2 separate regions of the Sus scrofa genome follow, and region 1 is linked to region 2. The links are chromatin contacts, called in public HiChIP or PLAC-seq maps. All regions are on one chromosome and are shown on one strand. The core of a region is the stretch at or near the end of the contact, and the rest is flanking DNA. Distances in the headings are between cores, read along the strand shown. Region 1 holds the start of LMOD3 (leiomodin-3). Region 2 holds the start of ARL6IP5 (ADP ribosylation factor like GTPase 6 interacting protein 5).

The links. HiChIP or PLAC-seq counts read pairs in DNA pulled down with a chosen protein or histone mark.
Region 1: a contact with region 2 is called in an H3K27ac HiChIP or PLAC-seq map of skeletal muscle. The contact joins the promoter of LMOD3 here to the promoter of ARL6IP5 in region 2. A contact is called at or near these places in 4 of 47 Hi-C or Micro-C datasets (embryonic fibroblasts, psoas muscle and skeletal muscle) and 1 of 2 datasets of contacts at active chromatin or transcription factors (skeletal muscle).

Annotation. Positions count from the first base shown.
Region 1 is chr13:50,552,805-50,555,638 of Sscrofa11.1, reverse strand. It overlaps LMOD3 (leiomodin-3), which reads left to right and starts at 1,293. Exons shown (of 3, transcript XM_013981880.2): 1 at 1,293-1,853. The coding sequence starts at 1,560.
Region 2 is chr13:50,508,339-50,511,038 of Sscrofa11.1, reverse strand. ARL6IP5 (ADP ribosylation factor like GTPase 6 interacting protein 5) reads right to left here and starts at 1,262. Exons shown (of 3, transcript NM_001048073.1): 1 at 1,083-1,262. The coding sequence starts at 1,258.

The DNA of each region.
Region 1 (2,834 bases), core at 44-2,543, 45 kb before region 2:
TAGCAGCTTGGGTCGCTGCTGTGGTTTGGGTTCTCTCCCTGGCCCAAGAATCTTGACATGCTGTGGGTACAGCCAAAAAAAGAAAATTATGTGGTAGTAGAATATACTCTATATAGCCTGGGGGGGGAACAATGTAATTTTGTAAGTTAAAAAACAGATGACAAAAGATTATTGAATTCATATGCCTAGAAGAAAGGACTAACTGGAATGATAAAATGTTAATTAGTGGTACAATAAGGGGAAACTTTTATTTTCTTTATGCTTTCCTGTGCCATCCCAAGTTTTACACAATAAATGTGCATTTTTGAATTGTCATTTTAAGTCCCCAAATTTGATAACTATGAAAGGATATGGAATAACAAAGTCTTCCTAGCCCTGTCTCCCAGATAGCCCATTTCTCTCTCTAGTAGCATCCAGTGTTACTGGTTTCTTGTGCATATTTCCAAGAATCTGTTGTGTTGATAAAATTTGTATATTCATCATTCTTTTTACACTTTATCACACAAATAATAGCATACAGTACACAGTTTTGTAGTTTGCTATATTGAATAATCTTGTGTACCTATCATTTCACTTAAATGGGAATATATCTGAAGGATATATTCCTCAAAGTGGAATGCTTAGTCAAAGAATAGTAGGTTTCTTATCTGGATACGTATTGCCATATTGTTCTCTGAAGTAGTGTAAAAAATCATTTCATAATTTCTTCCCGTATTTTAATGGTTTGAGTTTGTTTTTGCATTTGAATTTAGATCCATTTAAATTTTTATCCTGGCTTAATGGATGCTTAATAAGAAAAACAAATTATTTAAAATACTAAACTCCTCACTCCTAGTGGAAATTCAAGTGCTGCTTTTCCCTACCTGTTAGATCACAGGATCTAGATGCAAATAAGGACATCTTGCAAAGGTTCAGTTTACGCAGCAGGTGAGTAGGATAGCCAGATCTCTGCTTGGCTCTGCGCAGGTTTATTTGCTTCCAGAGTCTCACTGTAGTGAAGAGGCAAGCCCTGAAAGCCTGATTTCCACCTTCATAAGAATTTTTCACTTCAGTGGAACTCAGGTCGCCATTTGGATTTTCCTCCTGAAATATTGTAAGTTGTTTTAATCATTTCAATAAAAAAAGTGGTCTCCCCTGCAGTATTGGGGTATGTGTGTATGGGCTGCATGAATTTGGTGTGGGACAGTGTGAGAGGACATAGGAAGAGAATTAATTTTATTCCTGCAGAGATTCTGTAGACCTATTCCTCACTGGTGAACCCAAGCAGCTGTACTGAAATGTCAGATGGATTTGCACAGCTGACTCAAGTTGCCGAAAAGAGAGGCGCATAGTAGTTCCATAAATTGAGCCTCTCCAGCCAAGCCCTGCTTAATATAGTTATGGCATGAGCTTAGCTGCAGTCACTCTCAGAAGCTCTGCAAGCACCACTGGGGTTCTTGGGGGAAAACATCTCTCAAGGTGTTATTGACCTGGGGGGACTTCTTGAGAATTTTTTAAAAAAAAAACTTCTTTGATTATTTTTCCTTTTCTAGTAAGATAGAAAAGTATAGAAAAGAATCATGTCAGAGCACAGCAGGAATTCAGATCAAGAAGAACCCTTTGACAGGGAGATTGACGAAGATGAAATCTTGGCCAACTTGTCCCCAGAAGAGCTCAAAGAACTGCAGTCGGAAATGGACGTGATGGCCCCTGACCCCAGGCTTCCTGTGGGAATGATTCAGAAGGATCAGACCGACAAGCCACCAACAGGAAACTTCGACCATAAATCTCTCGTTGATTATATGTATTGGCAAAAGGCGTCCAGGCGCATGCTGGAAGACGAACGGGTTCCTGTCACCTTTGTGCCATCTGAGGTAACCGGGGATTTGTGTACAAAGGAGAAATGGCTGCTCATTGCTGGGCTGGCACGTTTTCATATTGTGACTGTTATTCCTCAAGACTCTGTTTCGTCTTGTCGACCTTTATAGATAAATCAGAATATTTAATCTTACACTGGATCAAAACTCTGTAAAATATTTACATGATATAATTGGGAGGAAAAAGTAGTAACTTCTTGTTAATATCTCTTTTTAAAAAATCACTAGGGGGTTTCTTGTGCAGGAAAGCCTCTATTCTGTAGACATGATACTTAATGAATTAATTCATAACCCAGAGACGTTTGTCCTTATTGCTTTTTGGCTCACAGTTCCCTTTAATAAGCCAAAGAAAGCTCCGTGTCCTCTCTTTCTGGCACACGCATAGATAGTTCACATTTAATCTCAAGGGTGATACAGATCCTGAAGTCCAGTCACACACCCTGCGATTTAACTAAGTCAAATAACAAGAAAAATCCAGTATCACCACGGTGCCTTGGATATCAGTGATGAATTTAGATGGTGATGCTATTAAGAACTCTGTTTTAAAGAGAGTTCTTTCTTTAAATATGTTCTTACATGAAAACAAGAACTGTGGTTCAATCAATGAACTTGTATATCAGCAATAATCATTAATGTCTCACTTTAAAAGGACTTAGCAAAAAGAAGACAGAGATTCCCATAGGTAAAGTCTCTTTTAGTCATGCCTAATGATAGAGATCCATCTTGTGACATTATGGTCACACTGGCTGTAACTTAAGGAAAGTTCTAAACAGGTTTCCTGGTCAGGAGAGTTTAAACAAGTATAGCACTGAAGAAAATAAGTTGCTGGCTTGGTCAGGTTAAAGGGTAAGGTACAATCTGCAGACATTTTACAATGAGAGTAAAAGCCAATTCTGTATGAACACCAATGTTAGAGATTAAAAAGAAAAGGGTACTTTTACCACTTGCTCATCATTTTAGTATAAACAGCTTGATAGT
Region 2 (2,700 bases), core at 13-2,512:
GTGCCAGAGCTTGGCACGGAAAAGTGACTCAATAAATAAGCCAAAGAACAGCAAAGCAACTTAAGAAACCACCCTATTCACCCTTTCCCATACCCATCAAGATTAGGTTTTTTTCCTTTCTCCCAGGCCAGCTTGCTTTTTCTTTCCCTCTGTGTTTGCTTTCAAATAGAAAAGTCTGATACTTCTTTTAATGGTAAGAGAGTTCCTTCATAAAGTCTGAAGGTGGCTTTTTCTTTACGGATGCATGGGATCAGCAAGACCTAGAATATCACCACCCATCTTGCAAAAGTGAGTGAAGCATTTCTTAAAGGGTGAACTAGGAGACAAAGTGGTTTCTAGCTGCTCAGGTGTGTGCATGTGTGTGTGTGAAATCGTGTATAACACAGGGCACTGTTCATTTTAAGATCAAGTGTGCAGATAAGGTGACCAAACCTGGCAACTCCTGTAAGAAAAAAGAGCAAAACGACGCCGTTTCCAGAGTCAGGGCCGACTTCATCCCATACTGCGAGATGCGCCACCAGGCAACACCCACCCTTTTGCTCCCAAGCTCAGCTTTCCTGTACCATGTGGCAGCCACTAGGCAGAGAAACCCAACAAGCGGGTCGCCTCTCTGATGCCCTTTTTACACTAACACCCCAGAAGGCAGAATCCGGATTCACACCACGACACCTCAAGCCTTCCTTCCAGGGCGGCATCCGCCCCAGCCAGCCCCAGGATAAGGTTACACCACTTTCCTCTTTCTTCTTTTTAAAAGACTGGAGGGCTGGCTACAAATACCACCCACCAACAAGAGCGTAATCTAGGCACAGGCGGGGGGAAAGTCATTTTTTTTTTGTCCGAGGTTGACAACATTTCTTCACCCCTAGGACCTCCATCACACTTCAGCCCGAAGGATGGAAAAGAACAGGGGACTTCTTGATTGCTGCGGCCTCGCCCTGCGAACTAGTTTCCACTGGTTTGGCCTCTTGCAGTTACCCGGGCAGGCGCTGGGCGTGGAGAGCGATTCTATATCCTGGGATCTTCCACCCAGAGCCCACTCGGTGCTGACCCCGATCAGTGCCCAGGAGGGGGACCCCACTTACCCCACGACGGAAATCATCATGGCAGCCACCACCAGATAGTTGGTCTGATAATAGAGCAGGTTGCTCACCACGCGGTTGTTCCATTTGGAAATGTCCCTAAAGTCTGGCCGGGCGAAGCGATCAGAGCCCGGGAAGAAATCGTCCCAGGCGCGGAGCGGAGCGATATTCACGTCCATGTCTATCTTACCAGCTTGTGGTTCTTTGCTTCTGGAATCTGGCAGCGGCGGCGGCGGCAACCGATCAGCTGAGCTAGGTGAAAGATGACAGCGGCCCTGGCGCAGTCGGCTTTGTGGTTAGTAGGCAGTGGAAGGAAGAAAAGTGAGAGCGGGCGGGCGTTTCTTCTCTTCTTTACTTCTTGATTGGCTCTAAGAGGTTGGTTACAGGAAAACTGAGGCCCAGAGAAAGACCAAGTGCAAAACAGAGATGAAAGGACAGAAAGAAACCAGCGGAAGTCCTCTGTCTGAAGCGAAGTGGCAACTCCTTCCCTAGCAGTTCGAATGCAGCCTCCTTTAAAAATACCCCTTTTGAGTGTCAAAACGAGGAAAGTGTTCTGGACTTTAGGGACAATTTTTGCAGCTGTTCGTATGCCCATCTAAGTGAAATGGAGTGGAACAACTATAGTGTTACTGGAGGATGAGCTGGTTTTGAAAATTAAGTGGTTACTAACTCTTGCACATCCGAATGCAATTCTCCTGTTTTCTTTCTCACCGTGAGTCACTATGAGTGAAATCAGATCGGCAAAATGGGAAAGAGGGACTGAAGAACGATAGGGCTGGTTTGTTCTTTCACTTCTCTTCTTTGTTCTCCATCCTCTATTCTCTTGGGACAAAATTATACAACTACTGTGCTGTTTTGAGAAAGTGGGCACTCTGGTCACTTCAGACCTGAGCTGAGCATGTTTATATTTGAAAGTAAACAGTGATCTGCAATGAACTAATTGTTCCGCATTCAGTGTTTTCTGGGCAGAAACATGGATTCCACTCCAGAAAATCTTAGTATTATCCTAATATCTGGGGACAATTCTAAGGGAGGATAGTATTTTAATAGATAATGTGATAGCTTTGTATCCCTGCCCAAAAAACTGCCAAGAGGTGTATTACTTGTAAATTTCCTTCTAGGGGTTCCAAAGAGTCATCTTTTTCTTTTCTTTCCAATAAGGAGCTGGTTGATACAGTAAGCCTCCTTTTACCAAAATGCATAAGTATTTTGGTTAATTGTAGGTTAATTGTGTGGTAGGCAGATTTCTAAGATATTAGTTTTTAAGATAACAAAGTCTCTAAACCTGCAAGTGGAGCTGTTTTTAAAAAATTGAAATTGGAATTTCCTTGTGGTGCAGTGGGTTAAGGATCTGGCATTGTCACTGCAGCAGCTAAGGTCACTACTCTGGCGTGGTCTGGGAACTTCCATATGCAGAAGGTGTGGCCAAAAACAAAGAGACAAACAAAACTCAATTCACTCTCCTCAGATTACCAGTTTTCAAAAAATTGGAAAGCAAAAAAAATACCTAATACAACATGTGGAAGACATAGTTTGATTTCCCTTGATGATGATTCAGAAGGTAGTTAAATAACTTTCAATGATTCTAAGAAATTACTCTTGCCACCAGTGTTTAAGAAAG